Linked DNA regions of Cricetulus griseus: region 2 is linked to region 1. The links are chromatin contacts, called in public Hi-C maps. All regions are on one chromosome and are shown on one strand. The core of a region is the stretch at or near the end of the contact, and the rest is flanking DNA. Distances in the headings are between cores, read along the strand shown.

Region 1 (5,346 bases), core at 737-3,236:
GTAACACAAAAGCTGGGAACCTGGAGCACACACTGCACAGCCTGCAAGCAGCTTAACAGGTTGGAGAGTGTCTTTTCCAGGTGCCTCAAATGGTCTAAACCTCTTCCAGGCAGCTTGGCTGGTTTCTGCTTCCTCTAGGTGGCTTATCTGGTCTTTTGCCTATAATCCAACACTCCAAAGGTGGATATAGGAGGATCAGAAGTTCAGGGTCATGCCTAGCTACATAGTAGATTGAGGCCAGCCTGGGCTATATGAGATCCCTTTTCACACAAAGAAGAAGAAAGGAAGGAAGGAAGGAGGGAAGGAAGGAAGGAAGGAAGGAAGGAAGGAAGGAAGGAAGGAAGAAGTGATAAAAGCAAAAGCATAATGAAATATATTTAATCTGATTGGAGGTATGTATACATATGAAATATTGTACAGTACCCTATTAATATGTATAATATTTATGCCTTTTTCAGTTAAAAAGTTAAGGTCTAAAACATCCAGTTTAGGAAAGTTCCTAGTCTTCAGCCTTGCAATCCATTTATAGACAAGAAATTACTGATCTAGAAAATAATCTCTAATATTTGAGACCAAAGGGAACATCTCAACCCCTTGGCCATGTTTTGTTCCCAGTGAGAGCTGAGGTATTTAAACATCCCTCCAACAGTTACAAGGACAGGTAGACTTCTTTGTCACCATATAGGTATAGATGAAGTCTAACTCACCAACACAGTCATTCATTACATAAAGAGCCAACTATTTCTCTCTCCCTAAGTTTCACAAACCTAATTTTATTTTGAACATCAAATTTTGTATCCATCTTCAGTTATCTTTCTAACATAAATATTTCCTGTGCCATGAAAATTTTCCTTTATACATGATGATGCTCAATAGCTGCTGCTTTGGGGTATTTAGGTTCAAGCTTTTTAATATAAGGCTGACAGCAAAAGCTATGCACAAAACATTTTCTTTCAGATGATTGTCAAAGAGCTCCTGACAAGGGCAATTTCGAGTTTACAATGTAGCTGAAGTACTTTTAGTTAGCATAGATACTCTCAACTGCCTTTCACCAATAATGTATAGAAGGATTCCTTCATCATCCCCTTATAAGTCCTGGGTAGTCATAAATGATAAGGAGAATTTGTTTTTTTTTTCTTTTACTGATTTTGGTGGATGAAATACTGTCTAATTTTCACTTGCATTTGTTGGTTCATTTGTGAGGTTCTGTTTTCAGCTGTTTGACTTAGATTATAATTGTCCATTTCTCTTTTAACACAATGCTCTAATAATCCCTTTAAGCTTTGTATAAAAATGTTAGTCTTATCTGACAAGCTAATTTTCCCCCCATTGGCCTCTGATCAGCGTATTTATCGCCTTCTCTCCAGTGTGTGAGGCACAAGTGTAATTATTATGTTTTTTTCTTTGCTGATTTGATTAGATATGTATTGTTCATTGTGTCTCCTTCCGTAAATATATCTTCCCAGCAGATAAAAACAGGAGTGCTGAGGTTGCCGTGGGTATCCATTGAGGACATAAGGACAGCATCAAAGTAACACTAATCTCATTTACAACAACTGAGCTAAGCACTTGGTTCAGACTCTTTGTATGCACTCACAGCAACTACATTTCTACACACAACAGTTTCTTTTCAGGACAAAGAGGAGGAATGGGTCTTTGTAAGTTTACTCTGTTTACTCTTATCAGAAATCCTGTGGAGTAGGTTCCACGCTGACTCTGTGGTTGGCTTCTCGGGCTGCACAGGCTGGACAGTGGCAGTGAGCCAAGAGCTGTGATTGGTTAAAAACAAAAAAGGAAGGTGTAGCCTGACCAGATTGGCTCTGAACGCCCCCTATTACCTCACTACATTCTGAAGGCCTGCCCACCAATTACAGGACTCCTTACTAGAAAAACCAACTGCTGGAGCGTGCCAAGAGTCCATAGCAACGCCCTTTTGAAACAGAGGGGGAAAGGCAGGCTTAAATCAGCTCTCAGGCCGAGCGTCTATGCCTCAGGACGAGCAGACGCTTAGGATGGATAACCCAACTCCTGATGAGTCCCTAGGAAAGCAAAACGAAAACTTGCAAAACCAGGATGAGGAATTGGGATTTAAGGAAATGGATGGTCTGAGAGAAGCTTTGGCCAACCTTAGGGGACTTTCTGAGGAAGAGAAGGGCGAGAAGGCAATGCTCCGCTCCCGCATCCAAGAGCAATCCCAGCTCATCTGCATCCTGAAACGCAGATCCGATGAGGCTCTGGAACGCTGCCAGATCCTGGAACTGCTCAACAATGAGCTGGAGGAGAAGAGGATGCAGGAGATAGAGAAGATGAAGGTCCAGAGTGATCACGTCCAAAAGCTGGAGGATCGCTTTATGACCCTGGCAGCCAACCACGAGATGATGATCCGCTTCAAGGACGAGCACAAGAATGCAAACCTCAAGCTGAAGGAGGAAAATGAGAAGCTGAAGCAGGAGAATAGCAACCTCTTCAGTCAGGCTCTGAAAGACCAGGAGGCCAAGATACTGCAACTCACTGCAAACAACAAGGCCCTGGTGGAGGAACTGGAGGTCTTGAAACTGAGGTGTGCACACGATACCAGCCAGGCTCAGGCCCGAGAGAAGGAGCTGCTGGGTCTGCAGACCCAGCAGGCCTGTGCTCATGCCAAGGAGACAGAGCAGCTGCTCAGCCAGCTTCAGAGCCTCAAGCAGCTACACCGGCAGGCCACCAACAAGATGGCGAAGGACCAGGAGGAGCATAGCAGCCTGAGCCAGGATCTACAGACCAGGCTGCAGACTGTCACACGTGAGAAAGAGGAGCTGCTGCAGCTGTCCATGGAGAGGGGCAAGGTGCTCCAGAACAAACAGGCGGAGATCCGCCAGCTTGAGGAGAAGTTGGAGACAGCAGCCATGGCCAAGAAGCATGCACTGGAACGCTTCGAGCAGGAGGCAGTGGCCGTTGATAGCAACTTGAGAGTCCGCGAGCTTCAGCGCAGGGTAGATGGGATCCAAAAGGCTTATGATGAGCTGCGTCTTCAATCGGAAGCCTTCAAAAAGCACAGCCTGGATCTTTTAAGCAAGGAGAGAGAACTTAATGCTAAACTCCGCCATCTCTTTCCATAAGGGAAATTCAGCTTCCTGTTGCCTCCAGTAAATACTTCAGATATTTGTGCCTTAGCATCATGGCAAAAGCAAAGTTAATTCATTTACTATACTTTTAAGTACAAAACCACTCTCCTATGACGTTGTTGTTGTTACTGTTGTAAAATTAATATTAATGTTCAGTTCTACCACCTAGAATGTATTTAAGATTAACCAGAGTCCCCGCTGTGGCTTTGAAATTTTCTTAAGATTATCTGTATCTTCTACCTTATAACTTACTCATCTCCAACCTCAGATATCTTCCTATAGCTTCAGATTTATGATTTCAAGGATCCTAAAATGAACATGCTGTCTTGAAAAAAGGAAAACATAGCCCCATTAGCCATTGCAGAGAGTTAAGCTTACCGTGGTTATCACTGTAGCTGAGCAGCCTGATTCCCAGCAAAGAGTGTGATTTGATCTGGTTTTGCTTTTACTTGGAAAGCCAACAGTTTGATTACTCACTTGTTTAACCAAAGTATAAAAGCCAGCTCTGTTACACTCATTCTATTGAATATTCTATTAATATTCAATTTGGTTAAGTCAATCAATTTTAGTATTTCCAGCACGTTTAACTCACTTCCACTTTCTTGGTTTTCTTTTTAGTGACAGATAAGATTTAGATGTGTTGTAAGATTTAGATGTGTTGTATTGACATTCTCAATTGTTTCTTTTTTTATTGTGCAATGTGCTAGTAGGCAAAAGTACCTCAATTTAGGGTAAGCAGTCATAGCAGATTGGGTTTGTTTTTACAGTAACTTATATATTGTTTTCTGCTTCTGTCAATACATTCTCTTGTAATTAAACTTGCATTTTAAAGGTCTAAGCTGAATGTGTATATATACATATGTATACACTTATGGATTTTGTAGGAATAATTTATTTTTGTAGAAATAGTTACTTAACATGACAGTTAAATGTAAAGTTCTCAAAGTAAAGTCTTCAAGTTAATTACCAACATATAATTTATTTCCTTATTTCTCCTATACTTAATCATTTTATATATGCAATTATGAATACCTGTAAGATAGATAATAGTATAGTAAATTTCCCCATTCATTTGGTGACAAGAACACCAACAGCTACATAGTGAGTTTTATATACTTAAAAGCTAGTACTTACGGCTTTCTTTTTGCTTGTTTTTGTTTGGTTTTGTTTTTTGAGACAGAGAAACTTAGCCCAGGTTGCCCTTGAATTCACCATGTAGCCAATGTCACCACATAAATGAGGACAGAAGAATGGGAATATGTGATTGTTGTGTATCAAAGATTTTCCTTAAATTTTCTTTTTGTAAGTTTTGTGTTCCAGTGCTTTGTCTGCATGTACGTATGCACCATATGTCCAAAGGGGGTTAGAAGGCATTGTCAGATTCTCTGGAACTAGAGTCATGGATTGTTGTGAGCCACCATGTAGGTGTTGGGAATTGAACCAGAGTCCTTAGCAAGAGCAACCAGTGCTCTTAACCACGCTCCATCCCTCATTGTGTTAACCACTTTTAATTTCACCCTAGGACAAGTCAAGAGAGGATGCATTGTCAGTATTTTGTAGATGGAACAGTGAGACTCTAGAGGGTGTGGCTTTTATAAAGCCATAAAGCTCTAGAGAGGCAGAGGGAGATCTAAACTGAAGGCTTTTGGGCAGGGTGCCATGGGACTCCCTGACTTGCTTTAACCCTTATTATCACTGTCATGTAATTAATGTGTGAACAAAGGGTGCCACGCTTCTATAGTCATGTGCAGGCATTGCCAATTAAGTGAGCAAGTCTGCTTTCAGGCTCTAAAATCCATGCTTCTACCCAGTATATAAACTACCTTTGAAACACCACATACATACACACACACACACACACACACACACACACACACACACACACACAGGAGAGGGAGGTGTTATTCCCTGTGTGCCCATCACTTTGTATTTAATCTCGGACCATTCAAGAATGAGCAATCAGCAAAGAGTGCACTACTCTATAAAGTAATATCTATCATTGAAACATTTTTCCAATTTCAATTGTCTTTAGAGGGAAATTTTTTTAATCAAAACAGTAATGAAACTAGTCTAAAGCAGACCTAATCTTCACACCCATGAGCAGTAACCCTAAAATGAATGGCAGCAGAATGGAAACCCTAAAATTAAATGGTTTGTCTGCTTCATTGCAAAACTAAGCATGACCTCTAGAAGAATTCAGAATTGTAAGTCTTTGGTATACCCTGAAGGAACAAGTCTAGTT
Region 2 (4,960 bases), core at 2,067-4,566, 140 kb before region 1:
GAGATAGGGTCTCTCTATACAGCTCTGCCTGGCCTGGAACTTACTAATGCAGGGCAGGCTGGCCTGCCACTCACAGGGATCTGCCTGCCTCTCTGCCTCTGGAGTGCTGAGGTTAATGGCCTCACCACCATGCAGGATGCTAAGATTTTAGTTAGCCATTCTTCCTTAAGCTGACAACTGAGAGAGTTAGTAAAACATAGCTGTTGGTTAAGTGGGTTTTTCTCAACAGAAAAAGAAAAAATTATTCAAGACAGTTGTAGGAGCACATACCTGTGATCCCATCCCTCTGAAAGGCTGAGTCAGGTACACTTCTGGGGTAATCGTATTAAGTAGAGAACAGATGTAGCCTACAAAGAGCTATTACTTGAAGGGCTTCAAACAAGGAGCCTCTTTTAATTTCTGGAGTCAGTCTGCACTTCTCCAGTGCTTTGACTTCATTCCCTCACTGTTTCCTATAAATCTTATTCCTGCTTCTTGTACGAGGAGAGCCTGGGGCCATGATCAAAAATGTATTTCACCCTGTCATCTATCCTCTGCTCAGTTTTTCTAACAGTGTTTGCCAATTGTGGTCAAATAGAGAAGCCAGATAAAAACCATTTGCCCAGATTCCTCATTTGACCTTGTTTTTTTGCTAGGCTTGCCATGTTGAAAGATGTACAAGTTGAGGTAGGAAACAGATGTGTGGGAGAAAAAGCCAGATATGCTGTTTTTTGGCAAGAACAATTATTAAACATCTTAATACATCTAAAAACAACACACAGTCTTTTGACAACATAAAATTTTAGGAATCATGTGTGTATTCTCTCAGGATTAATTTTTTTTTTTATGTGTATGGCTGTTTTGGCCTGGCTGCATGTTCGAGCACCATGTACACGCCTGGTGCCCACATTGTCCAGAAGAGGGCATTGGATTCCCTGGGACTGGAGTTCCAGACTGTTGTAGGCTTCCACATGGGTATTGGACATTGAATCCGGGTCTTAACCACAAGCTTCCTCTCCAGCCCCTGGCTGTCCCTTTCTGGAACTTTGCCTTCCTCACTTGCTTGCAGCAGGCAGCCATAATGCTGGAGTGGCTTGGAGCAAGGCTTACTTACTTTTGGAATGTTGCCCATCTCTCCCTCTGCACAATCAGGTGTCATGTTACTATCTGTGAATTCTGAAGCTCTTCCTGTTTCTTCATTTGGAATAGAGTCCACTTTTTTTCCTTATCAAGAATCTTTTTGTTTGTTTGCTCTTCGAGATGATTTCTCTGTGTATACCTGGTTGTCCTGGAGCTCATTCTGTAGACCAGGCTGGCCTCGAACTCATAGATATAGACTTGCCTTTGCTTCCCGAGTGCTGGTTTTAAAGGCGTGCACCACCACCTCCCGGCTATCAAGAATCTTTTACTTTACTTCATAATGTGGAGTTAGCTTCTAAACGACCACTTTACCAACAAGTGCCCCACTATGACCATTTTGGAAAGCAATATGATAGTCCTTTATGATGACAAATGTAGTGTATGGAACAGTGATGTCACTTCTACATATTTTCTTAGGGGAAAATAGAAATAAGAATTCTTATCAGTTTCATTTCTAATAACCTAAATCTGGAAACAAGTCAGATATTCATCTGTAGGAAACTATATAAACAAACAGTGCACACCCACATAGTAGAAAACCACACAGCAAAGAAAGCGGAGCAAACTAAACTATCAACACTTGCAATAATAGGAACAACCCTAAACGTTTGTCTAAGTGAAGAATCCAAGTAAGATGCAAAGTATCATATGAAAGTCCAGAAATGCCTGCAAGCCAACCAGTGATTGCCTAGCACTGATGATGGGGAGTATGCTAGTTACCTTTTTGTGGCTGTGATAAAAAACCATGATCAAAGCAGATTGTGGAAGAAGGTTTATTTGAGCTCACAGTTCCAGAGGGTTAGAGTCCATGATGGTGGAATGGAGGCATGGCAGCAGGAGCAGGAAGCTGAGGGCTCACATTTTGAACCACAAGAACAAAGCAGAGAAAGCAAACTTGAAATGGTAAATCTCACCTCCAGTGATACACTTCCTTTTACAAGGCCACACCTCCTAAACCTCCCAAACAGCCTGATTAGTTGAGGACCAATTATTCAAATGCCCAAGATTACAGGGACATTTTTTCTGTGGGTAAGGGGATTGAATATAGCAGGGGGGCAGGTGAGCACTATTATGAATGAAAGGAATTCTCTATAATTTGATCGTATACTTTTGTTAAAGTCAATTTGGTGTGTGTGTGTGTGTGTGTGTGTGTGTGTGTGTGTGTGTGTGTGTATCTTATTGTACTCAAACTATACTTTAGTAAGTTTAATTTTGACAAACTAGCGTCAAATTCTTTGACCAATCCCATCAGGAAATGGGCCTTCTATTCTTCCTCCCTGATTCTGGTTGTTTTACAGTTGCTTTTACCGAAAAGTCCACGGCAGGATGGTTCTTCATCAATTCTGAGACCTGGTCATGGAAGATGATGCCGATTGTTCTGATTCTTTTGGGATACTTGTTCTGGAGAGAGTAAACTTTCACACAATGCTGTCTCTTATGGGATAGCCTTGTCAGAAAGTCCACATACAGGCACTGTGGATAATCATTCCATGGTCTTTCTGTGGGCTAGAAGCCACTTTCCAGCCCACAGAATGCCAGACACATGAGTGAAGTCATACTGGATCCTCCCCTCCAGCCTACTCATCAGCTAGGTGTTGCTGAAGTGATCTCAGCTTGTGCCATAAGAGCTCACCAGTTAGGAACTATTGGATCAAGAAGATGTAATAAGTCATTGTTTTAAACCATTTGGTTTTAATAGTGTATTAGTTACCCATTACTGTAGAAAACCACTCTGAACACAGTGATTCATTTATTACCTCACAGTTTCTGTGAATGAGAGTCTAGGAGCAGTTCAAGCTCATGGGGTCAGATATTGGGCAGTGTCTGCATTTGCCAGGCGGGTGCTTTGGGTCTAGGTGGAAAACACAAGAATAAAGTTTCAGCATGGTTAGAGAACTCTAGAAAACAGAGAGAAGTAAGCAGACTACTTTGGGAAACCTGTCTCAAGGGCTGGGAGTAAGCCTAGAGGAAATGAAATTCAGTTTGGGGTGCTGGTTGGAGGGTATGGGGCAGAGTGTGGCAGATACCCAGAGGCGAGGATGATGGGCCTCTAGTGAAGCTAAAGGTATCTACTATGGTGAGATAATAGGATTCCAGAGATGAGAGGGGAGTGAAGTGGGATGGTGGAGAGGCAAGCAGGAACACATCACACTGGGTCCTGTAAGTCACGCCTAGAGAACTTGTGGTGATGACAGAACACTAGCTGGTGTAGAGAAGGGTGGGAAGGTCAGGGTGAGGCTGGATTCCAGGATGAACCTCACTAACCACAGTTCCAATATTTATTTGCCAAAGGGCCTCTCATTTGGATCCAGTTTCTGATCCAAGGAGTATGTCTCATGCAGGCGCTGCTCCTTGAAGGGTTGCAGTGCCTGGAAAAAACTATGACTTCATCTCTCTGGCCCCACCTGGGAGATTGCCTAATGTCCTAAGGCTTCTGTGTCTCAGGTGAGATGCCCACCCCCACACTGGGAAGTGGTGTGTGAAACTGTGTTCTCATCACAACATCAGCACACATGTTAAAAGAATTAGGATGTATTAATAGCTCTACCTCATATCTGGGGAATGATGCAGAAGCAATTATAACCCTTGTCTTTTAAGAACTGAATGTGTTTGCAGGCAGGAGCACAAAAAGGCATTTTCAGAATGCCTGCCCATATTAGCAAACCCGGTGTAGTGCATTACATTTTGAAATAAGAGAAAAGGGGGGTTGTGGATTGCTCCGTCTACTTCATGTGGGTTTGAGTACATGTTTTACCTTTTACGCAACATTCTAGCTGAGAAGACCACAGCCGAAGAGCCATATTATATGTGTGTGGCTCCATCAAAATGAGATGCCCAGAAATGGCAACTCTATGTAGACTTCAGCTGTTGGACCTCCAGCAGGGTGACTGCATGGAAAGAAGGGAGAGAAGCCACCCAGACAAATCCAAGAGCAACAGGGAAGGTGAAACAAGGCTTTTTGGGTCCTGAGGTTGGAAGGTTCTTCTTTGGCTCAGCTCCTCCATCAGTGGGGGATGGCCTTTATTGTGAAGCAGGCATGTCAAGGGGATACCCCCATATTGGCATGGCCCACAGTGCAAAGACTAGCTCATGCATAGATTGAGTTCACTAAGGAGTTCCTTACAGAGTGGTGGGTGACTATTGGCAGGCTGAATTTCTCCAATGTGGCTGCTCTCCCTGCCCCACTCACCAAGTTCCCATTTTATATAGACGATGTGATGTAAACCCTGAGTCTGGGTCACAACCTAGCATGAAAACAGTAATGGTAGGTAGAGACAGACATGGTATAAGCTTAGACACAACCAGACTCTGGGAAAACTATGCTCACTCCATCCTTGACTGTGCTAGGATTCTGCTGGCCTTGCCAAACCAGAGAGGCATGGGCTATTTTATTGCATGTATTAGAGAACAGCTAAATGGCTTGCTGCACGCTGGAGTTACTCTGGCTAGGATGTGGAGAAAAGGCTTCATCAGCTAGGCTCCATCTTTATTGCCTCCTCTTTAGGACTGGTCCCAGCCTCTGACTTGACTGACTCGGAGATCTGACTTCTTTTCCCACTTAGTTTTCTTGAATCCAGTTGTCTCCACATTGTGCCAGAGACTCCATCCTTTTTTAAGTGGCTTCCTACCAAGCCTGTAGCAAAGGGTTCCTGATTGTGATTGGTCAGCTTTCAGGCATCAAACCCCTTCAGGGCCATGAAAAGTCACCCTGGCCTGGGCTGCTGTTACTGACTGGCTTCTCCTAGAGGTGTATCCTCAAGTTGGGGTTTGTGAGCAAGTAGTTTTTTTGGGAGGTACTCTCAAAAAGTTAGGAGAATGGGGAAATGAGAAAGAGACTTGA

What was found. A called contact is a pair of places that touch in the nucleus more often than the background predicts.
Region 2: a contact with region 1 is called in a Hi-C map of liver, with 6 times the contacts expected there. The contact joins the enhancer-like site here to the promoter of Ccdc89 in region 1. A contact is called at or near these places in 3 of 8 Hi-C or Micro-C datasets (the CHO-K1 cell line, fibroblasts and liver).

The regions. Positions count from the first base shown.
Region 1 is chr3:108,672,588-108,677,933 of CriGri-PICRH-1.0, reverse strand. It overlaps Ccdc89 (coiled-coil domain-containing protein 89), which reads left to right and starts at 1,986. Exons shown (of 1, transcript XM_027407947.2): 1 at 1,986-3,098. The coding sequence starts at 1,986. The coding sequence ends at 3,098.
Region 2 is chr3:108,813,462-108,818,421 of CriGri-PICRH-1.0, reverse strand. No RefSeq gene overlaps it. Among named protein-coding and RNA genes, the nearest start is that of Ccdc83, 11 kb to the left of the region's middle. Within about 2 kb of position 3,316, at least 1 of the 6 cell types and tissues checked has open chromatin away from gene starts, as enhancers often do. A contact at or near this core is called in fibroblasts, where this site is marked.